7 separate regions of the Mus musculus genome follow, and regions 1, 2, 3, 5, 6 and 7 are each linked to region 4. The links are chromatin contacts, called in public ChIA-PET, Hi-C, HiChIP or PLAC-seq, Micro-C and promoter capture Hi-C maps. All regions are on one chromosome and are shown on one strand. The core of a region is the stretch at or near the end of the contact, and the rest is flanking DNA. Distances in the headings are between cores, read along the strand shown. Region 1 holds the start of Shoc2 (Shoc2, leucine rich repeat scaffold protein). Region 2 holds the start of Xpnpep1 (X-prolyl aminopeptidase (aminopeptidase P) 1, soluble). Region 3 overlaps Xpnpep1 (X-prolyl aminopeptidase (aminopeptidase P) 1, soluble). Region 4 holds the start of Dusp5 (dual specificity phosphatase 5). Region 5 holds the start of 1700054A03Rik (RIKEN cDNA 1700054A03 gene). Region 6 holds the start of Pdcd4 (programmed cell death 4). Region 7 holds the start of Add3 (adducin 3 (gamma)).

The links. Promoter capture Hi-C pulls out the DNA fragments that hold promoters and counts their contacts. Hi-C and Micro-C count contacts between places; a contact is called where the count stands out from the background. ChIA-PET counts read pairs in DNA pulled down with a chosen protein or histone mark. HiChIP or PLAC-seq counts read pairs in DNA pulled down with a chosen protein or histone mark.
Region 1: a contact with region 4 is called in a promoter capture Hi-C map of neural stem cells. The contact joins the promoter of Shoc2 here to the promoter of Dusp5 in region 4. A contact is called at or near these places in 5 of 39 promoter capture datasets (the C10 cell line, liver, neural stem cells and 1 more), 2 of 484 Hi-C or Micro-C datasets (embryonic stem cells and pre-megakaryocyte-erythroid progenitors), 1 of 115 datasets of contacts at active chromatin or transcription factors (pancreatic cancer cells) and 1 of 9 other capture datasets (adipose tissue).
Region 2: a contact with region 4 is called in a FOXA1 HiChIP or PLAC-seq map of pancreatic cancer cells. The contact joins the promoter of Xpnpep1 here to the promoter of Dusp5 in region 4. A contact is called at or near these places in 1 of 39 promoter capture datasets (cranial neural crest), 3 of 484 Hi-C or Micro-C datasets (CD8 T cells, cardiomyocytes and embryonic stem cells), 3 of 115 datasets of contacts at active chromatin or transcription factors (bone marrow-derived macrophages, memory CD8 T cells and pancreatic cancer cells) and 2 of 9 other capture datasets (adipose tissue and liver).
Region 3: a contact with region 4 is called in a Micro-C map of embryonic stem cells, with 1.5 times the contacts expected there. The contact joins the enhancer-like site here to the promoter of Dusp5 in region 4. A contact is called at or near these places in 2 of 484 Hi-C or Micro-C datasets (both in embryonic stem cells) and 2 of 115 datasets of contacts at active chromatin or transcription factors (embryonic stem cells and pancreatic cancer cells).
Region 5: a contact with region 4 is called in a Hi-C map of uterus, with 2.3 times the contacts expected there. The contact joins the promoter of 1700054A03Rik here to the promoter of Dusp5 in region 4.
Region 6: an RNA polymerase II ChIA-PET map of memory CD8 T cells shows a contact between it and region 4, with 378 read pairs. The contact joins the promoter of Pdcd4 here to the promoter of Dusp5 in region 4. A contact is called at or near these places in 1 of 39 promoter capture datasets (pre-B cells), 3 of 484 Hi-C or Micro-C datasets (CD4 T cells, embryonic stem cells and regulatory T cells) and 3 of 115 datasets of contacts at active chromatin or transcription factors (effector CD8 T cells, memory CD8 T cells and pancreatic cancer cells).
Region 7: a Micro-C map of embryonic stem cells shows a contact between it and region 4, with 4 times the contacts expected there. The contact joins the promoter of Add3 here to the promoter of Dusp5 in region 4. A contact is called at or near these places in 4 of 39 promoter capture datasets (the C10 cell line, the SN4741 cell line, cranial neural crest and 1 more), 5 of 484 Hi-C or Micro-C datasets (CD4 T cells, CD8 T cells and embryonic stem cells), 3 of 115 datasets of contacts at active chromatin or transcription factors (effector CD8 T cells, memory CD8 T cells and pancreatic cancer cells) and 2 of 9 other capture datasets (adipose tissue and liver).

The regions. Positions count from the first base shown.
Region 1 is chr19:53,943,019-53,946,142 of GRCm38.p6, reverse strand. It overlaps Shoc2 (Shoc2, leucine rich repeat scaffold protein), which reads right to left and starts at 1,267. Exons shown (of 9, transcript NM_019658.6): 1 at 1,130-1,267. It overlaps Bbip1 (BBSome interacting protein 1), which reads left to right and starts at 1,516. Exons shown (of 4, transcript NM_001195338.1): 1 at 1,516-1,987; 2 at 2,564-2,677.
Region 2 is chr19:53,036,854-53,039,944 of GRCm38.p6, reverse strand. It overlaps Xpnpep1 (X-prolyl aminopeptidase (aminopeptidase P) 1, soluble), which reads left to right and starts at 1,375. Exons shown (of 20, transcript NM_001374834.1): 1 at 1,375-1,431.
Region 3 is chr19:53,019,082-53,021,854 of GRCm38.p6, reverse strand. All of the region lies in intron 2 of Xpnpep1 (X-prolyl aminopeptidase (aminopeptidase P) 1, soluble), which reads left to right. Among named protein-coding and RNA genes, the nearest start is that of Mir6407, 9.7 kb to the right of the region's middle. Within about 2 kb of position 1,499, at least 133 of the 459 cell types and tissues checked have an H3K27ac peak or open chromatin away from gene starts, as enhancers often do. A contact at or near this core is called in embryonic stem cells, where this site is marked.
Region 4 is chr19:53,527,787-53,530,624 of GRCm38.p6, reverse strand. Dusp5 (dual specificity phosphatase 5) reads right to left here and starts at 1,480. Exons shown (of 4, transcript NM_001085390.2): 1 at 929-1,480. The coding sequence starts at 1,307.
Region 5 is chr19:53,074,959-53,077,979 of GRCm38.p6, reverse strand. It overlaps 1700054A03Rik (RIKEN cDNA 1700054A03 gene), which reads right to left and starts at 1,728. Exons shown (of 3, transcript NR_045320.1): 1 at 1,535-1,728. All of the region lies in intron 1 of Gm30234 (a long non-coding RNA gene), which reads left to right.
Region 6 is chr19:53,902,056-53,905,183 of GRCm38.p6, reverse strand. Pdcd4 (programmed cell death 4) reads right to left here and starts at 1,833. Exons shown (of 12, transcript NM_001168491.1): 1 at 1,696-1,833. Gm30990 (basic salivary proline-rich protein 2-like) reads left to right here and starts at 580. Exons shown (of 8, transcript XM_030251154.1): 1 at 580-601; 2 at 1,112-3,128. The coding sequence starts at 580. The coding sequence ends at 2,313.
Region 7 is chr19:53,141,022-53,144,187 of GRCm38.p6, reverse strand. It overlaps Add3 (adducin 3 (gamma)), which reads right to left and starts at 1,432. Exons shown (of 15, transcript NM_001277100.1): 1 at 1,099-1,432.

The sequences.
Region 1 (3,124 bases), core at 18-2,517, 420 kb before region 4:
CGCGATTACACCGGTGTAAGCTCCCAGATTAACCATCCTGCTGCAGACCAATGTACCACACAGTCCACATTTGCAAGCTGATTTTTTACTTCCCTTGAGTCCTCAAAAATACTTGTGGGGATAGGTCGCAAAACAGGGTTTCCTCTTTTATTTTCATCACCTTCATAATGATACAAACCAATGGGAAGAAAATCGAATCTCCCAAATGTAAAGGTGAGATGAGATGAAAAAAAAAAAAAAAAAAAAAAAAACACACCCCAAAAGCATCTTCTTTCCGATTCCCAAATAGACAAGCAATTCCACCTGTTTGTAAACCCCCCACTTGCACTGTTAACACAAACCTCTGCGGAGAGGGACGGGGGAGCGAGGGGAGAGGGAGAGAGAGAGAGAGGCGGGCGAATTACTGCTTTGGAGTCCTTATTCTTCTACCTAGGCATGGGGGAGGGGATGGTACAAAACAATGGATACCGAGGGGCTAGGGGGAAAATCTTTTTGCCCTGCAGCCTCCTGCGTTCCGAGCTGGGGGCGGGGAGTTACACTACTTTTCCTCCAGCCCTCAAAGCCGACACGGAGATTGCCACCAGGCGTGTTTAGCAGGGCGGTCTCTGCGGCCACAACTCCTTTCACTCGGCAACACACCCAACGCCGAACCCACCACTCGTCCCGCAGGGTCTGCGAGGAGGAGACCGCTCAGCGCCGAGGACTTTGGGGTGGAGGCGCAGAGACCCCACCCCACAGCCCTACGGCCGCGCCCGCCCTCCCGCCCGCCCGCCCGCCCGGCGCCAAGCGTCCTCGCGACCCGGGCAGCCCCGCAGTCCCGGCCGGGAGGCGCCGAGAGACCGGAGCAGCCGGAGCGCGACTGACTCGCCGCCCCGGGCCCGCGCCCGCGCCCCGGCGCTGTCCCGGCCGCCCGCTCCGCAGTAGGCCCGGCCCGGCGCTGTCAGGGGGCAGCCTGCCGCTCCCCGTGTCCCGCCCGCCGGCCCCGCGCGGGCAGCGGCTCCGAGGCTCCGGCGCCCCGGGCCGTGGCACCCCGGAAAGCGGCCGCGGCGCCTCCCAGGGCCCCGACCCCTCAGGCCTCGCCCCGGCTCCGGCGGCTCGCGCCTGTCAGGACGTGTGGGCCTCCCCTTACCGACGGCCGGCCGGGCCCCCCGACAGGCAGGAAAGCAGAGAACCGGCCCACGGGCGCTCCTGTGCCGCTCCCGCCCCAGGCTGCCGTCCGGAGCCCGGACTCCACCATCCCTGCTCACCTCCTTCCTCCTCCTCGTCCTCCGCTCCCCGAGCGACGCTCCCCTGCCACCGCCCCCCCGCCCCTCCCCCACTCGCCCCGCCCCTCCACACACTCTGGCTCCAATCGCCCCGCCCCAGCCCCCTTGAGCGAGCCTGGGCATTCGCTAGGGAGGAGGGATGGGCGGAGCCAGAGCAAAAGCAGTCACCCAATCAGAGGGAAACCTTGGCGCCAGCTTCCCTGTCCCCGCCCTTTTCCTTTCCTCCGCGGCAGTGCGCGGTCTCCCGCCCACTGGGCGCCGCTGGCTAGCTCCGCCACAGAGAAAAGCCTCCAGCCGGGTAGAGAAACGACTCCCAGTCGGAAGTTACGGTTGAAGCCCAGGCAGCCATAATTGATGATGGCAGGAGGCGTTTCCTGTCACCCGTTTGACGTACGTTTTTCCTGCTTTTGGTTCCCCGTTACCCCAGGCAACAGCAGAGCGGTCTGGAAAGGGATGCACCTGTAAGTATACTTACGGAGGATGTGCACACACACAGTCCACACTGGGCGAGTTAATTCGCGATCGGGAACTGCCGGTTTGCTTGCCAGACCCTTTACGGAGCCCCTGATCGCTTACCTAGAACTACAGTTTAGGGCTTCAAAACTCCCTCGCACCGGAAGTTGCGCTTGCACTTCCTAGTAGGGTCATGGCCAGGAGGTGGGAGTAGCCGGACCCCGCCTGCGCCCCAGGGGGTGCCTCCTCTCCCAGAGCTGACGAGTGAGGTAAGTGTCCCTGACGCCCTACAGCAGGGCCGGCCAGGCCGGATGAACCGCAGGGAGGGAGCTGGGAGAAGACTAAGCGGAGGCCCCGGGCCGCTTCCGCTGGCAGAGGGTTTCCTTTCCGGCTGGTGGGGCGGTGGCCAGCCTTCCCTCCGCCCCTCTGAGGTTCCCTGTAGGGCGAGGCAGCCGGATCGGCCGCCGGGCGAGGCCAGGCCCGCAGTCCCTAGGTCTGCACAGTGGGGCACGGTGCACGCCTCCTCGAGTTCCTGTCGAGTACAGTACTTTCACTCCCTGGCCTTTAGAAACTCCAAATTTTGGGAACCAAAGAAACCGGTTTCCACCCCAGCTATCAAAGAAAAAGATGACTTCCCTGAGCCAACCCGCAAAGCAAAACCTTCCCTTTCATCTTTGATTTTTCTTCCCTTTCTGTCCTGCCTCCCCTTTCTGAGCTCTATGTAAGCTTCAACTAGAAGTCTGGGTTAGGGTATATTGAAGTAGTTAGTCCTGGGTGTTTACGATTGTGAATATCCTTTTAAAGGACATTTTAAAAATATTTAAAATGCTTTATGTGTCTCCAAGACATTGTCTCATGTAGTTCCTTCTGTGGACGTTTGGAGTCAAGAAGTCAATCGTTCTGATAACTACAGATTGGATTCCTAAAGGTGCAAGAAAAAAAAAAAGAACAATTTTCAGGTAAATTGAAATATGCTTATACCTAACCAAACGAAAATTAAAGTACAAATCTACCTTCTCTACCTATGTTCCAGAAAAAAAAATGAAGTAATCCTGTTCTCCTGAGGTTTACTGTTGTAGTCAGCTGTCACCTTTTGTGATGTGTGTCCATTTACCTGCTTGGTAATTGTTAAGATTCTGCTATGTACACATTTCTTTCCTATTCATATTCCAACTTTAGTACTATCTAGAAGTCATTTATAGGTCTGCAGTTAGGCAGACCCTAACATAAATTTGCTAAGAATTTCGAAGTTGAGAATCTGCAGAATACAGTATTCTTACAACCAAGAAAAGTGGCAATTTTGTAAAACAGAATACAGAGAATATATAAATCAAACTCCTGTCAAAGTTTTGTATTATACATGGACATTGCCACCTTAGAACTTTAGATCGTCTTCCCCTCTGCGA
Region 2 (3,091 bases), core at 126-2,625, 490 kb after region 4:
CATCTCTCTAGCCCTCCTGCCCATTTTTAAGCAACAGAAACAACTCTTGCTCTGATGGCTATAGTATGTGTGCAGGGTAGAGAGACTATCCTCAGAAGATGAACTCCGGTGAACAACAGTAGAAGCTGTGGGAAAGGGGCCCGGATGGGTCCAAGCGGTTTACAGCTTTAAGCAGGTTTCATCGAGGAGGTGACACTTGACGGGACTGTGAGTGTCAAAGATAGGGAAGGCCAGCTTAGGTGGAGTGAGGTGACCTGTGAGCTGTGATTAAGAAGAGTCACTCCAAATGAAATGGGGACTGCTTAGTTTCTTTTCCCGTCGTTGTGATAAAACATTCTGGCGAAAGGAATTTGAGGGGTAAAGGACTTCTTCGGCTTCCAGTTTCCGTTCATCTAGTCAGGGAGCCAGGCCTTACATCGGTAGTCAAGAGGCGAGAGTAATATATTCATGCTCGTCTTCAGCTCATTTCCATTGATTTTATACAGTCTAGAATCCTCTACCTAGGGAGTGGTTCTGCCCGTCTTAAATAACACAAGACAACCCTCCAGCCAGGCCCAGGGGCTTTTTCTCCCAGGCGATTCTAGAATGGTCAAGTGGACACCTCAGGGTAGGTTCGGTCTGGCTTCTATGCAGGCGTCACACAGGTGAGGTGGAAGTGATGCACCCCAGATAGGTGACGTGATGGAAGTGGGTGGGGCTACGGATCTACTTTGAAGCCAGGACCAAGCGGATCTTGGGCAGATGGGGCATGGACCGGGGAATAAGGCAGATATTACGTCAAGATTTTTGCCCTTAAAACATGGAATAGCCACCGACTGAGATGAAAAAGCCCTACGTGAAGAATGTTTTTGTTTGTACATAGGGTTAGGAGCTAGGTTTGGACGCTTTAACGCCCGATCGTTAGCCCAAGTGAGCAGTAAGTTTTGAAGCTGTTGGGAATAATCATTTGGAAGACATCTCTAAGGTCTCAGCAAGTTATATCCTGATCCAGTCAGTGTCTCCAGGACCCTAAAATAGGTTCTTGCAGAGCTGGCCACGACTCTCTCGTCTTAGCTGACCTAAAAGCTGGAACAAACCGGAGAAGCATGCAGCTTCCTTAGCTGGCAAAACGCCTGTCCTTCCTCTTAAATGGAGAGGAAGATCAGTGACGACTGACCGGCGCCTCTCCCAATTGGTTGCACAGAACACCACACCCTCTCCAAGCAACAGCCCAAAGGTTTTGGAATTCTGACACTCGGCCACGCCCACTCCGGTGAACGGGCGGGGTTTACAGCGGGGCGGAGCCTCTGCGTGAGCACGCCACAGAGGGGAGGAGTGGCCTGCCCGGTGCGCGCGCCTGGCCGTGGGTGATCAGCTGGTCTGCGCTCCCCTGACGTGGGCTGGGGCACGTCACCGCCGAATGGCAGCCTCCAGAAAGCCGCCGCGAGTAAGGTGAGGGGACTGTGCCGGCTGACCGGCATCCGGCGCCCGGCGCGCGAGCTGCACCCCCGGGAGGGTAGGGACGAGAGGGCGAGCAGCGACGGGCCCGCGGCCGTCCGGGGATGGCCTTGGCTAGCGGGGGTTGCCCCAGCGGGAACCGGGGAACGATCTGTGCAGCCCGGCAGGACTCAGCTCGCTTCCGGCGGGGCCCCCGGGCACCTCCGGGCGGCCGGAGCCGGTCCAGGGACCAGTGTGACCGAGGAACTGCCTCGCTGGTCCCGGGAAAGCGGTGATCCTTACCACCCCCGACCCTGAGGGGAGGCCCTGCTGTTGCAGGAAGTTGGTCCCTCTTGGATCCACCCCGGGTACCCAGAAGTGATTGTGCCCCTGCCCTTTTCCTTCCTCCACGGCGGCGATCTAAAGTTACAACCCTGATCATTCTGATGACTGCATTTTACCTCTTGATTCAAACTCCCAACAGAGACAGGCAGCCGTTGTGCCCTCCCCACCCAAATGGTCTCAGGGGCTGTATCAGGAAACAGATAGGCATAGCCTTCCGGAAAATCCTCCTGGAGCCTGCTCTGGGTTCTTCTTGGACACAGGAAGTGAGAAGACACTTCCCAGACTCATGTTGAACATGCTTTAGTGTATCCCTTCTGCACCCGAACCAGGCACACTTGGTTATTTAAAGTGGGAGATGCTAAGAACATAAAACCAGAATTAAAACTCTGAGGGGATGCACAGGGGCGTACCCATCCTCTCAGACCAGTTGAGTCTTGAAAGAACACATGAGGCACCGCAGCCCGACTTGTGAAATTCCGACCATATTATGCCTGTTTCTGTGAGTGGACAGATCTCAAGCCTACCTTGACCCAGACCTGGTCTTGTCACAGCGTGTTAAGTGTGACCAAGAAGTTTATATATGCACGATGGTGGGTGGTGTGGGTAATTGTCCATGTGGTTAGACCTTCCTGGACGTCTTCTGCTGGAAATAAAGTCAGGCAATTGGATAATGATGTAATGTCAAAGGTTCGGAGGCAGCTTGAGGACCACACCACAGTCGTTGCTGGATCCTGGATCCGTAGTCACAGTATTGGGGGTGGTCAGTGAACGTCAGATGGTAGGCTGAGAGGGAGGGTGCCTTCCGGAAGTGGTAGAATTTCAGTGCCATCCAGTGTACAGATGAGGACCCCTTTCAGTTTAGAAGGTCAAACTGAACTCCTTGAAGGAGGCAAATGGAGGCTGGTGGCTGTTAGTGAAGCCAAAGATAGTCGAACCAATCCTGGCACCAGACTTGTCTTCCCCGTCTCACTTCTAGCTCCAGTTGTGTTCAGCTCTCGCTTGGGCAGACTTTTTCCTTCCCGCAGGTGGTGAGAGTTCTAGGCTGACAGTCACTAGAAACAGCCTTATGGTGCGGCTGGAGCAGAGGTCTTAGATCTCCTTCTCACTGAACTCACTTGATGGTTCATGCTATCTGAACTGGTCGTTAGGACCAGAGGGGTGTATTTACCAAGCTTGCATCCATGATGCGCATGGGTTCATGTGATAACAGCAGGTGATAGGTACTTACACCAAACCCTTGGACCGAAATGGGTATGGGGATTGTCATTGTCAGAGCAAAGTGGTGGTTGTCACGTCAAGAGCGGTGGGTTCTGGGTAGTGGAGGACATCT
Region 3 (2,773 bases), core at 250-2,749, 510 kb after region 4:
CTCATGTGGGCCCAGGGGACGGCCTCGGGTCAAAGGCCCGGATGCCACACTTGCCTGTGTAGCCAGCTGCATGGTTGTTAGATTCTGAGTCTCAGCTTACGTGGTTGAGTCACAGGGCTGCTGTCAGCAAATGCTGAAGGCAGGTTCTGCCCCCTGGGTGTCGCTGTGTGGGTTGCTGTTATTGTTACTGCCACCTTTATAGGAGCGAACGAGAGGCCCCTTAGAGTAAAAAACTAGACAAGCCACGACAGAGATGTGACGACACATAAAGGCCTGCACATGTGTCAGGGAAGGGCCAGCCAGCGCCATCCAGGAGGAACTTGTGAGGTGTGTGCAGCCATGTTGTAAGATAGTAAAATACTTAATAAATTAGTCACACCAGGGTATCAGAAGAAATGATCATTTTCACATATCAGTATAAAGAGTATAGGTTACTTTTTATAGGAAGCATTCATATATGGTAGTTTCTATTTATAAAACACCTCAGTCCGAATATGGTTTCGAGCATTTAATCTGTATTTACCTTTCATTAAATTTATAGTTGACAGGGCTGGAGAGAGATGGCTCAGCAGTTAAGAGCACCGACTGCTCTTCCAGAGGTCCTAAGTTCAAATCCCAGCAACCACATGGTGGCTCACGACCATCCGTAATGGAATCCGATACCTTCTTCCAGTGTGTCTGAAGACAGCTTACAGTGTACTCATATACATAAAATAAGTAAAATCTTTTAAAAAGAAGTTATAGTTGACAAAGTAGTCTCACATACCCATGCTGTCCTAAGCATACCTGAAAGGCTTCTACTAACTGAATCTTGGGTATCTGTTTTAGAACTACATTGCAAGTGATTAAAATGAGATAAAATGAAATACAGTTTCAGGCTAGTAAGAAAGTAACATAAAGCCAGGCAGTGGTGGCGCACGCCTTTAATCCCAGCACTTGGGAGGCAGAAGCAGGCGGATTTCTGAGTTCGAGGCCAGCCTGGTCTACACCATTAGTTCCAGGACAGCCAGGGCTATACAGAGAAACCCCTTTTTCGAAAAACTGAAAAAAAAAAAAAAGAATAAAGTAACATAATAATAAACTACTTTTCAAGTGCTCAGGACCACCTGTGGTGAAGCTCTCGTCATTTACAGCATCGGTCTGTATGAGTGTGGAATGTATTCCTAGCTGAGAGATTTCTAAGACAGCAGGATCAAGGAAGTGCAGTTAGTTGGACTATGGGCAGTTAGAATTTGGAGAATACTGGGTAAAGAGAGACAGAGACATAGAAAGCACACCTTGGGCACATTAGTCAAGGCCATCCACCTGTCATTCTTTCCTGCCGGTGACCTTGACCCCCATAGTCAGGAGTTTTTGAGACTCTCTTACAGCCCAAACTTGGTATCATAGTGGAGGATAACTCTGAATGGGCAATCCTGCCAGCCAGGATTGCAGTGTCCCACCCTGTCTGGCTGAGATGAGGTCTGGTTAGCAGGAACAAGAAGGCAGTATGACCAGTAGGGGCGCTCTTGAGTGTGGATCGGAGGAGGGAGAACAGAGAAACCAGGGGATCCCCGAATCTGGGTGAGAGGTTCTGAAATTGAGCATCGGTGCCCTAAGTGTGAACTGTGCAGGCAGAGAAGACTCAGCGGGTGTGGTCCAGGGGTGATGAGGACTGCACCAGCAGAAGTGCATTTCCTCTTTCAGTTCCTGTGGAGAGGCACTGCATTGTTGGGGTAACTCCATTAAGTGGGGCTCTGTGTCCTTGCCAGGCCTCTGGGGACAGGGAGGAAGGGCTGCTTTGTGTGTGACCTGCTCAGCGGCCTCCTCAGCAATAGAAAGGCTCTGTTCTCTGCGACTCCTGACTGTTACATTTCAGCCTGATTCAAGGTTGGTGGAATTCCTCCTAGGCGTGGAGAACGGAGGGCGGGCGTTATGAAGGGGAATCTTGAATTCTGTCCTTTGTGTACTTTCCAAAATACAAATACACCCACACTGTTCCCTAGTGGAGATGAACCAGACGAGCCCCAAGTGCAGGGTTATGCAAGGACCTGGCACTTGAGTGGTCAGCCTCTCTGGTTCTCTCTAATCCCAGAACAAGGCCCCAGGAGCCTTTACAGAGGTGATCGGTAAATGCTTTCCTGTGCTGTCTCAGGCAGATTCCGGGATCCCTGGGCATCCGCAGCTTCAAGCCAGGACAGCCACTGGATGGGGCCAGGGCTTTCTTTCAGAAATCCTATCTTTCTTCTTATCTGAAAGGCCCTGTTCTTTGACTTGGCCTAGACAAAGGGTCACATTCTGTCGAAGCGAATTTGTTAATATGAGGCTTTGGCGGGGTATGTGGTTCTCTTTCTGGAAGTCACGAATCAGATTTTCCTAAACTGTATTTTTTTCTCCTGAAAAATCATACCTCCTCAAATCGGCCTCCTGTTTTGTTTCTTAAACCTTATTTTTTAAAAGCTATTTTATTTTTTTAAAGATTTATTTATTTATTTTATGTGTGTGAGTGCACTATAGCTGTACAGATGGTTGTGAGCCTTCGTGTGGTTGCTGAGATTTGAACTCAGGACCTACAGAAGAGCAGTCAGTACTCTTACCTGCTGAGCCATCTTGCCAGCCCTTGTTTCTTAAATTTAATCCTGGGGCAGAGAGGTGATTTTATCCACTGGTTCATTAGAGCCAACACCTGTGATGGCAGTGCGTCGTAAAGCCTCGGGCCTGCTTCTGTGAGGTCTTAGGTCTGAGGTCATGTAGTAGAGAGTTCCTGTTGATGAGGGACTTGACCTGGGCTCCT
Region 4 (2,838 bases), core at 231-2,730:
AGAGCTCTCTCCCCTGCACCCAGGCCAGTGTTCCCATACTTTTGAGGTTAGAAGGCAGGAGCAGTCACAGGAAATGACCCAGAAATCAATGATGTGGGGTTTGAGAGTAATCACACACCCACAACCGGAAGCCAAAGTTATCTCGACAGCAGGTGAAATAAGTCGGGCCTGCAGGCAGCTCTCGGAGGCCTAAAATCAAAGGCCTCAGAATCTCCTCTGAATCTTTGCAGCCTCTGCAGCACCTCTCTTAACTAGGTTGGCCGGTTGGTAGTCTCTGAGGATAATCCCCTGCTGGGGATGACAGGATGAAAGGGGTGGGAAAGCTGTCAGTTCCCAAATTAAGCTTGAGAACGGCCTATTTGGGGAGAGGAGGAGGAGGAGGCTGGAGGATAACAATAAAAAGCAATAAAGGGAGAGGAAGGGGAGGGACTTGCCAGGGTCAAAAAGGCAAGAGGCCCACCAAGACACAGCCTAACGTGCTCTAATTGTCTAGGCGGGAAGAAAGGGGACACCGCGGCGCCACTCTCCTGGGGGAGGGTCTCAACTTGTTTGATCGCGCTGATCTGTACAGAAAGGTTCCGACCCCCGTGGCCTGCCAACGGCGCCAATGACCAGCATGAGCTCTGGGCCCCCGGAACTATTAGGGAGCACCGCCCGCAGCACCTTCCCAGCCCACCCAACCCAGAGGACAGACAGGATGCCAGACGCTTTCGAGGAAAGGCGGGTGGGGAGAAGGAAGCCCTGGGCGCTGACGTGTTGCAAGGACCTCCCAAGCGCACGTCAAACCCCGGGGTGCATACTCCCGCAAGTGGTGACTTTCTCCGGTCCAGAGTTCCCATGCAGGGAGGTAACCCTGGGGCCTGGTAACACAGGGTGCAGGGGAGCAAGGGAGGGTGGCAAAGGGCAGTCTGCTCCCGGACGAACTCACCTTTAAGGAAGTAGACCCGCGGGCCGGCGGGCAGGCAGGCCAGCAGCGAGGTGAGCACGACGCGCGCGGCGCTCTCCTCCCGCAGCTTCTGCCAGTGGCGGCTACCCTGGTCCAGCACGACCACCGCCGCCACACCGCCGCCGCCCTCCTGCAGCAGCCGAGCGCGGGCCGCCTCGTCGGGCAGCACGTAGCGCGCCGACACCGCGCCGCCCCGGGCCCGCCGCAGCACCACCGAGTTGAGGTTGACGTTGAGCGAGCCGCGCACGCTCGACGCGGCGAAGGCCAGGTAGGGCCGGCAGTCGAGCACCACGCAGCGCGCCTCCGCCTCCTTGCGGAGCATCTTGCGCAGCTGGCGCCCGTCGAGCGACGTGACCTTCATGCCGCTGCCACCCAGCGGCCCGACGCTGCGCGCCCCACAGCTGCCAGAGGACGGGCGGGCCACCTCGCGGGGGCTGTGGCCTGCAAACGGAGCCCGGCGCGAGGGGCCGCGCGACGCTCTCCACGCCCCGCTCGCTGGGCTCCCGGCCCCGCCGCTCGCTGCCCCAGAAAGCTGGGGATTCCGCCGGCAGCGCAGCGTTTTATGTGAATGAGTGCGCGTCCTGTGACGTGAGTGCCCATATAAGGCCAAATATGGGTATTTCCCCGCCCCCTGGCTGACCACGCCCATGGGTGGAGCTTGCGGGCACCCGCCTCCACCCAAGGAGCAGGCTGGAGAGAGGGCGTCTTAGAGCGAGAAAGAGGAAGTGGCGGGCGATCGCTCCCTCTCTCGGGGGGCCCGGCGCCGAGAGACTCACTCACGCATCACCCCGGACTACCGGTGGAGTGTCAGGAACGCCACCAGGCCGAGGTGACCCACGCCGTGCGGGAAGAGGAGGTGACCGTGGCCGCGCTACGGAGCCCCTGGGGCCTCCCGGTGAATCCCGGATTCCGGTCGCTCCCGGTTGTGTCTGCGTTTGCAAGGAGATTTAGCCTCTGAGATGAGCCGAGATGCGGCGTGGCTTGGTCATCTTGATACTGGGGGCTTCTTTCTAACACGTTACCCCCACTTTTGTTACCTTTTAATTTTCCGTAATAAAAGTTCCTGAGAGTAAAAAGGAGGAGTTGTGAATGGGTGAGCCGGAGACGTCAAGTGGATTCTACTTCGGATGATTGACAGTCCCCTTTTGGCTCTCTCCAAAGATTGCTCTCTCCAATGTACCACCCGAGCTTCATAGTGAGACCCTGCCTCAAAGAACAAAACAAAACAAAAAGCCCCACCCCCACCCCCGAACAATACACCGACTCGGGAGCTCTGTGGTTCTGGGCAGCTTGTGGGGAGCTGTAAGGCTCAGTCCAGTTAAACTGTTGTCCGGGTGGCTTCTGGATTTGTGGGATTATGGTGGATAAAATGTAATCCCAGGCTGTCTGCCCCCGCTATTCTCTCGGGAGCTTCATGCTGCCTGCCCCCATTCCCGGAAAATTAAGTGTGATTTGTCCCCTCTGCAAGTATTTACTGAGGGCTCTGCTAGCTGTCAGGGCACGTGGGATGCAAATGCGTTCTGCCTACAAATCCTTTGCCAACTATTTCACTGTTATCTTTTCATGGAAAACAAAACAAACCAAACCCTTGCATCCATTTACAGCCCCCATAAGTGGATGAGATTTTTTTTTTTAAGGAGAAAGCAGAAATCACATTCTGCTATCCAATCAATCAGCCCAGCAACAATAATGGCTGGCATTGCTTCTGGGTCATATCTTCATTCAAGCAATCGATTCAATCACTGTATACTCTGTCCTGAGTATTCAGTGGCTGGCCTGTAATTTTAGCATCTTTGAGACTGAGAAAAAAATATCAAAAACCCGAGGCCAATCTAAGCAATATAGACGCCCGCACCCACCCCACCCCCCACACAAAACAAACAAACAAACAA
Region 5 (3,021 bases), core at 479-2,978, 450 kb after region 4:
GTCCTTTAGAGCAAAGACTAAGATTTCCTGGAAAGGAAGGAACTCTGTCTTAACACTTGAGAAACTCTGCTGGAGTTAAAAATCTAATTTGCTAGCTAACTCTTATCAATTTCAGACCGAAGTCAGAAATGCCAGCTCTAACTTGAGTGTGCAGCTTGCTGGCCTGCACTGAGTATTTGTCTGTCTGTCCTATAGCCACAAACAAAAAAACCCGACTCCCTCCCAAAAGCGGTTGCCTCATTTACGTAGTACGTGAGCATTCTGCCTGACTCTCTCAGCATCTGACCTGCTTTTCTAAACTTGCCTCACCCTCTCAGCTCAATTCAGCCTTGTGTTTTCTCATAGAGGACCATAGCTTAAACTTTCTTTTTGCCTCTGGATGCTATTTATTTTCCTAAATAAAACTTCCTCTGAGGTGCCTCTAACCTGAGATCCCATGGTTGACCCAGGGGGGCTTTGATGGGTCTGATGAGCTCCATCCAGGCATAGACAGCCACACACCCAGGGCTTCTGTGTTTTCCTACTTCATCTCTCAGAGCGTTCTTGCCCTACATACCTTAGCGAAGAAGCTACGTCCTTTACACGGCGTTCTCATGCTTTTACAAAGGGTTAAATCTCTTCTTCATGTCTCAGGGGACATTTAATTACAGGTGGATATGTTTGTTAATTAAAAGGGAGTGTGTATAATCTCCTTTTGCTTATTCAGAGGGCAATCTTTAAATGTAAGCATAGCCTCTTTCTTTCTCTCTCTTTCTCTCTCTGTCTCTGTCTCTCTCTCTGTCTCTGTCTCTCTCTCTTTCTGTCTCTCTCTCTGTGTCTCTCTCTCTGTCTGTCTCTCTCTCTGTCTCCTCTCTGTCTGTCTCTCTCTCTCTCCCTCCTCCCCCCACCCTTCTCTGTATGTGTACAGGGTAGGGGGGTGAAGTTATTTCACAGAAAATGTTTGCTAAGCTCTTAGAGAATCATGAAAGGACGCTGCCTGGCTAATGGCAGGAATTATTAGAAACATAGGCATTCCTACTCTTGGCTCTCCTCTAAAAGGCTCTTATCATGGACGAGTGTTTGCCTTTGTAAGGAGCATCTCAGAGGACGTCTGGAGCGCACAAGGACTTCAGTCGGTCGAAATCTAAAGGGTTCTCTCTACAGTCTCCCGGTCTGCGGTGTGTTTAAGCTATTTGGGTATTTTCCTCTCTCTTGTTCACTCTAGTGGAATCAGGCTGAGCCTCTGTTATATAACACCACCAGCTCCTGCAGTAATGAGCAGCTTCTAAGGAGGAGGCACCAGAGGGACAAAGCCACCTGGCCTCTGCCAGCCCTCCATACCCTGCCAGTACACCTGCAGCGAGCTCCCAGGCCTTGGCCTAAAAGAGGGGCTGCTTGTTAAGTTCCATTGCGTGAGATGACAGTGCCTTTCCAGGACAGGCTGGACTAAAAAAAAAATCTCTGCCTTTGTTTCTCTGGCCAAGTTTTATCCCGGGGACTTCGGGATCACCAAGCAGCTGCCTCGCTGAACCTGTGTCTCTTACTCTCGCCTCACCTGCTTTGGGAAACCTGATCAACTCAGACAGAGACGTGAAATATTTAGAGCTGGCTCTCAGCCATCCGTGTCTCAGAAAAGCTTGCAGGCAAGTGTCACGTGTTGGTTGCCTGTCTCTGTTGACTTGGCCATGGTTCATGTCAGACCCATTTCGGTATTAAATCAAGCTGGTTCCGTCTCTATGTCTTAATCATAAGAAGACTGTTTCTTACAGCGCCCGCTGTTGCTAGAGGGCGGGGTTTCACGTAGAGCCCTTTGTGACGAGACGGGAAACCCCAGTTTAAGTGGAGAAGGGCACATATTGGATCAACTAAATGAGAGGCTCGAGGCAGCTGGCTTCGGGTTCAAATGAGGTCAACAGGCTTCTCTTCAACTTTCTCGTTGCCTTCTGTGAGGTTGGCTTTCTTTTTAAGCGTCCAGCTGGTGGGCCCTAGGATGGTGCAGGACCGTAGCAGAAGCACCAGACTTTATAGGGAAGAGAAGATATGGTTGGCAGCTTTCTGTGAGGGCAACCTGTGATGAGTCAATTTTAAGGAAGAAAGGTTGCTTTTGGCTCATGGCTATAGTGGGTTCGACCCTTGGTATTTTGGCCGTCACGGGGGCCCGATGTAACACAAGTACATCCCGGTAGGGACTCATGATGGAAGAGCTGCCTACTTCACCCCTGCTAGGAAATGAAGGGGAAGGGAAGGCTCTCAATATCTCCTTCAAGCCTCCCAGTGTAGCTCCCTATACTAGGCTCTATTTCCTAAGAGTATCACTGCCTCCCAAGAGTACCAGAGACTGGTTCCTGTAATGCACAGGCCTTTGGAGGACTGTCAAGATACAAACTACAGCCAAGAGGTTGACAATTTTTGTTTTTCGTAAAGGTGCCAAATAGGAAATAGTTTAGGATTGGAGGATCATATGGCTTCTGTTGCAACTACTCAGTTCCACTGTATTAGCGTAAAAGCAGCCATAGATCATACGCAAATGAATGAGCATGGCTCTGTTTCAAGACACTTTTATTTACAAAAAACAGGCAGCGGGCCAGAAAGAGTCTGACCTCTGGAACTACAGAATTGTTGGTGGAAAAAGTGTGCTCAGCCAGGGACTAATATTTTTTTGGCTCCTCTCATAATTGGGAGAGATCACATGACTGAGTTAATGCCAGTGGGACACTAGTGGAAATAATGGGGACATTCTGGGGGCCAGAAGTTGTAGTCAGCAAATACAGTCCTTTATGTCCTCGTTACCTCCTGAAGGTGGGTATACAAGACGATGAACTTTCCCCAGGAAAGGTGTCACTGCGCAGACCGTGGAGTTGAGCTGCCAAGTGACCAAGAACACTTGCAGCACGGCGTTAGGCAACTGGCAAATAGATTTCCATTGTGTCTGAGTCATTGCACAACACAGATTAGGGTTGCTTATCTATCTTGAGTAATATAAAAGTGCGTGTATAAAAGGGAGTGAGAATATATACGATACTCCCCAAAGGGCGCTCAGGA
Region 6 (3,128 bases), core at 584-3,083, 370 kb before region 4:
CTGCTTTCCAATCACTAAAGATATGATACTGAAAACAGCTATCAGGAAATAACTATCACATGATATGATGTTTTATTAATTATAACAACCAAAAAATAGTTCTATCTCCAGACCATAACAACTGGATCAAGCAGTCAAGACGCAGACACACCCATAGCTTCACAGCTGTTCTAAAGGACAGTATGTGACACTCTCTTCAGTGGGCTTTTTTTTTTCTTTTAATTTAACGATCCTTAAAATACTTACCTCAACCTTAGGCAAAACAACAGCAACAACAACAACAAAAAAATCTAAATTCCATTTGCTCCACACTAATCTATACAAAATCATTTCCCATGGGGTAAGGGGAAGCTATGTATACAGCTAAAAACGATTAAGCTGAAATTAACTGTTATCCAGTGCATTTCCTAAATGCCCGATAAATTACTTTGACATTTTGGAAGTCAAGTTTAGACCACATGTTAACTAGAAAATGACCTTAATTCTTCCCTGGGATGCAGTCACATTAATTAGCAACTTGCATTCTGCTAAGAGCACTCTACAACAATAACGCAAAAGCAACCACTACTGAGAGCAACCATGTACATTTATTTTTGCAGCCGTAACAAGTATTTTATTTTCCTCTACTCTTACCACGAGATAGATATAGATATATAGATAGATATCGCACGCATATTATGGATATAAATACGAGCACGAATATATATGCTAGGGCCTTCCCCTAAAATTTCAAACTCTTAAATCAAGAGTATTACAGCTGTGAAGCTATCAAAATGTCTTAAACGCAGCTCGTAGGCCTCACACCCACCCCTCACCCAGGCCCGGAGCCGCATTTTGAATCATTCATAGCAGGTAGTCGACTACAGAGGCTGGTTTACAGAGCCAGTTCCCAAGGAGGGGCTCGGGGAAGATAGGCGAGACCTACATCTGCAGTTCTGAGGCTGTTCAGGGAAAGCAAAAACAAAAAACCAAAACCAAAAACCAAAAAGCACGCCCTCTACGTACATTACAGTAGCGGACAGCCACGGGCAGCAGACACAGCATGCGTTCACAGAGAGGGGGCTCCCTTCTCGGCTTTGTTTTCTCTAGGTTGTATTGTACTTTTTTTAAGGGACCCTGTACAGGAGACTGCAAGGAGGAGTTGGCACAGGGCCGGGAGGGCAGCTGTCCCCGCCCCGTGCCCGCACCGACCGACGCCTGTCCCGCAGGACCCCAACCCTCCGGCAGCGGGCAGGGCCGGCCGAGGCGGACCAGGCCTCGGTTCGGGGCACCGACCCCTCACCGGATCTCCGTCCGGACGACACCCCTCTCCTACCGTCCCGTCCCCCGCGTCCAACTGCGTCGGACCGGGCGCCCGGAGGCTCCTCTCACCGCGAGCGCACGCAGCCACGCACGCCCGGCCGCCGGGGATGGGGCTGCGGAGGAGGGGGCGGGCCCGTGCTGCAGCTCCCCGGCCCGACCGACCCGGCCTCGGAGAGCGAGCACCGGCAGCTCCCCGCAGCCCCGGGCGTTGGGCGAGCGCCGGTGGCCGGAGGGCTCCAGGGCCAGCGTGGACAGGGACCGAGCGTCCCGACCCCCGCGGCGAGGCCTCCACGCCCCCTCCCCCTCCCAACGTGCGGCAGCCTCCGCCGACCCGGGCCTAAGGGACGAGGACGCCGCCCGCCCGAGCGTGCGAGCCGCGCCCACAGTACTGACCCCCTCGGGCCGCCGCCGCTCGCCCGGGTCTCCGGTCCGCCGGGCCCCGACCCCGTTCCTCAGCCTCCGCCGCCGCTGCCTCGGAGCGCCTCTGGCCCCGCTCGCTCTGTTTGTTTTTGTTTTGTTCTACCCAGTAACACGGGGGCGACGGCGTGGCGTCTATTGGCCGAGAGGAGGACGTCCCGCAGCCAATCGTGGCGGCCGAGCTGCAGCCGAGGCGGCGAGGCAGAGCTAGGGGAAGTGAGACGTGGAAATAGGGGCGGGGCTCAGGGGGGCGGGGCGCCGTCGGCGCATGCGCGCTGGGCTTGGGACCCGCTCGGCCACCAGCCAGAGTGGGGGTTAAGTGCAGAGGGCCGGGTTGTGAAAGCGGGCGGAGGGCTGTGCCGGGCTGGGGGCTGGGGGCTGGGGCGCGGCTCGTGGACCAGACCGGCCAGTCCTCTCTACAGGGCGTCTCAGCCCAATTCTAGGGCGGTTGTGGATTTCCTGAGGTCCCCACTATTTCTGGGCGTCTGGGAGAATCTGCAACCACTACTTAACTTCTGCCCGCTGGTCCTTGCTCTCGCGTGGCTCCTGCCGTGTGTCCACGTGCTCAGGAAGTTTCTCGCAGGAAAAGCCTAACCCCTTTGAGATAAAAATCGCTCCCTTTTCCCAGATAAAGAGATACAAAAACTGAAGTCCCTTTGCTAACCAGCCAGGCCACTATGGTGCTTGCATTCTTTCCAAAGCTGGGTTTCTCAACCATGGCTATGGTTTGTGTATTGAATCAGCCCTCTCTAGCTGTCTTCTGTGACGTTTCCTTCTGGCTGCCATCTCTAGCCTTCATTTTGTCTCGGATGTTATCGCCTGAGATAATGTGCAGCACCGTATGTTCTTCCTGTGCACCTGGAAAGTGACTGACCTGCTTTCTCTGGCCATGTTTACCTTTAGTCTGAATGGCAATACCAGAATGTTTCCCTTGGTCTTTTCAGAACTGAACTGCTCGATAGCAACCACCATCCCCTAACGTGGGCCTTTCTACCCCGGCTCTTACTGCCTGGTGTTATCTAATGTTCTTCACACACACACACACACACACACACACACACACACACACACCTTCACAAGCTCCCCACTGCCTCCCTGGAGTGCCTGCTTCTCAGCAGACACCCTAGAGCCCACAGTGCGACTTATAGGCTTCAAGGCTATGTCTGCACACCCTAACCCCTGGATACCCGTCCTCCTGAACCCACTTGGACAGCTCACTGCTCCGCATCCTCCCTTGTGTCTTGCCAGGTCTTTTATCATATCATCTCGAAATGTCTCTCCTAGATGGCCTCTCTGCCTGGTACATCTTATCCAAGTCTCTCAGCCTCCCTCAGTCTTTATCAAGTCTCATGCCAGTATGATCCATTTTCTGAAACCTGATTCCGCGGAGCACCAGCCAGTCTGCAGGG
Region 7 (3,166 bases), core at 183-2,682, 390 kb after region 4:
TTCATTTTAAAAGGACATATTACACTGTACTCTTACTAGAAGTCTGCCAAAACCCAAATCAGTACATGTTCAGCACACTGAGGATGGAGTCCATTCTAAGAAAGGCAATCATTTCATACTGCTAACTCTAAAATTTCTATAATTTTATAAATCACTGTAAAGAACTCACACATGTTTATGTAGCTCATCCCAAGCCCCAGAGTCTTATCAATTCCTTCCTGAGCCTGGCTCCTAATCCTCACTCAAAGCCTCTTGGCTGAGCTAAATCCCACACCACTCTAGCAAAGTCAATTCCAAGAGCACATGTGCCAAGGATATTTAGTGGTTTTCCTTACACTCCCACTTTAAACGGGCATCTACTTGCAATTAAATCTCTGCAACAAAAAAAGTTCACCTGAGGCCATTCTTGTCATTTTAATAGAGGCCTGGTTTAATAGTGGCCTTGCCTCAGCTATTACATACCTCCAAAGAGGTTGGAAGTGCCCCAAACACCAGCAAACCAAATCTGCTGCCAACTGGGCTGTCACCCCGCAAGGAAGAATAAAGTATCAGGAATGCTTGAAAGGTTATAGTGTGTGTGTGTGTGTGTGTGTGTGTGTGTGTGTGTGTGCGCGCGCGCGCGCGTGCTCGTGCGCACTTTTAGTGTGTGTGTGCTGGGGAGGGTCACACTGATTAGATAAAGTGGTTGAACAATTTCAACTTGTGACTGAAGTTTCTTAAGCCACGAGGGGGTAAAAAAAAAAGAAGAAGAAAAAAGAAAACAACAAATCAACACGGTCTTCTTCCACCTTCTCCAAGCGCGGGAACCTCCCACCGTCCCCGCGAGCACCTTCGGGGTCAGCAAGGCTCCCCGCAGAACAGGATTTTGCAATCCCACGCCCTCGCTGGGGGAAGCCGGGGACGCCCGGGTGAGTCCCGGCCCACTCTGCGGCGCCGCACCCCGACTCCTCGCCCCCAGGTCTGCACTCCTCGGCCCCGTGGGGCTCGCGTTCCCGCCCCGAGCACGGTTCACCTGAGGCCGCGCGGCCAGCCAGTCCGAAGCCCCCTCGGCGTGGGAAGCGCGGCGGGACCCCGGGCCCTCCGCTCCCGCAGGATTACCTCGCAGCGCAGCCGGCTTTGTGCCCACTCCTTCGCCACCGCCGGGCTGCAGCGGCCGCCCGGTCCGCCGCAGCCGCCTCTTAACGTCGCTCGCTCGGTTCCCGAGGAGAGGGCCGGGAAGGGAGGGGGCGTGGAGACGCAGGACCTGGACGCCGAGCCCTCGGCAGCGGGAAGTGGCGACACCTGGTCGCCGACGCGTCTAGCTCTCGCTGCTTCAAAACATCATTTAAAGCCCTTTCCTCTCCCTCCAGCCCCTCGCCCGCACGACCGTTACCGGCGGGCGCCTCGCGCTCTGGCGGGACCAGCCGAACTCCCCACGAACGCCCTCTGGCCCGCCCCTTGGGCTCCGCCTCCACAGGGTCCAGGACTCCGCCCCCTACAGGCTTAGTCTCGCTTAGCACCCCGAAGGCCCCGCCCCACAGGCCTGAACGCCTTGGCCCCGCCTACCACAGGCCACGCCTCAGGGCTCTTGATTCCGCCCTCTACAGGCTTGACCCTTCTAGTACCCCAGCTTCAAGGCCCCGCCCCATGGCCCGAGAGCTCTAGCCCCGCCTCTTATAGGCCACGCCCCAGCAGCCTTCACTCCGCCCAGTACGGGCTGGGCCCTCGTAGCTCAAAAGCGTGCCCCTGGTTCCGCCCTTCGCCAGCCCAGCGTTTTTGCTCCGCTCCTAATAGGCCACGCCCCCAACAGGCTCTCGCAGGTCCAGGCCCCGCCTCTGCTGCCCCTTGAGATCTCTGGCCCCGCCCCTCGAGGCCCCCCTTCGAGCTGCAAGCTCCGTATCCGTGCAGCTGCGGCAGTGGGGGCCTACGTGCTCCGCAGGCGGAGGGCCTGTTGCAGGGCGCCTGCCTGGCGCCTCTGCAAGGTCTTCCTCCCTCAGTGCAGCTCCGATCCGCTGCCGGAGAAGGAAACGACCCCGAGAGAAACCCGATTGAGAGTGGGAGGGTGACGCCACGGAAACATCTACCTCCCCAGTCCTAACGTGCTTCCCCCACCCAGTGAATCTCAGCTGAGCCGTAGCTTTCAGATTGAGCTTCTGTGGCCCACTGAGGCCGCTGGGTTTTTGGGGGGAGAGGCCACAATAGTTGGACTTCAGCTCGGCTCCCACAGGAGGGGGCCTCGATTTTCTCTTCAGCATATTTGCGTTTGGGGGAGCCTCCCGCCTTCACTCACTCCCACAGAGGGACGGGGCAAGGGCCTTTATATTCATTTGGACCAGCCCAAACTCTGCACTCCTACTTTGGCTAATTGCCTCTTAAACCTTCTGAGAGCTGACCTCTTGGGAGATGAAAAGTCTAGGCTCCGCCAGCAGCCTTCAAAATCTGTCTAAAGCCAGGCAAACTTTGCAACACTCATTTGCAGAGTCGGGGATCCCTCCACAGGTGACACTGGGCTGCCCACCCCCGCCTCCCAGACGGGTTTCTCACCCCAACCTATTCTCGAAATAGACCTCCAGGCACACGCTCGCTGCTCTCCTCTGCCACCCACGACTTGCACACCACTCCGGCACACATGCCCTCTCCACTGCACGAATTCACCCTCAAGCACACTCCTCCCAACACCATTCTAGTGATTCATGGTCCCTGGGGTTAACCCCACCCTAACACACACAGCAAACTTCATTTCCCCACCCTTATCTCCCGTCCTTTCCAAGGCACTGGCGACAGGCCACTTCATTTCCTTCCTCATCTGCAGGCTCTCTTCCCCCTCAAATACTTCGCGCCAGCCTCCTCATCTTCATCCCCTTTCCCAAAAAAAAATGTGCTAATTAAAATGTAGTTTCCTCTTCCCACATACGAAGTGTGGCAAATGAATAGCGTTCTTGGCAAACGCTGCAATTCATTTATCCTCCTTTTCTCTCTCCACTGGACTAAAGCTATAGAAATTTTAGTCTGCCACTATCACCCATTTGCTTTTTTTCTAAAAAGGAGAGAGAGACCATGTCTTCTTATTTTTAAACACTCAACATTCGTGGGGGAAGTCTTGCTAAGCTTTAAGGAGAAAAAACGGCATCTAGGAAGCGCTCAACCCATCATTTTATTTGCCATTTAAAAATATCTGCAGTGTTTG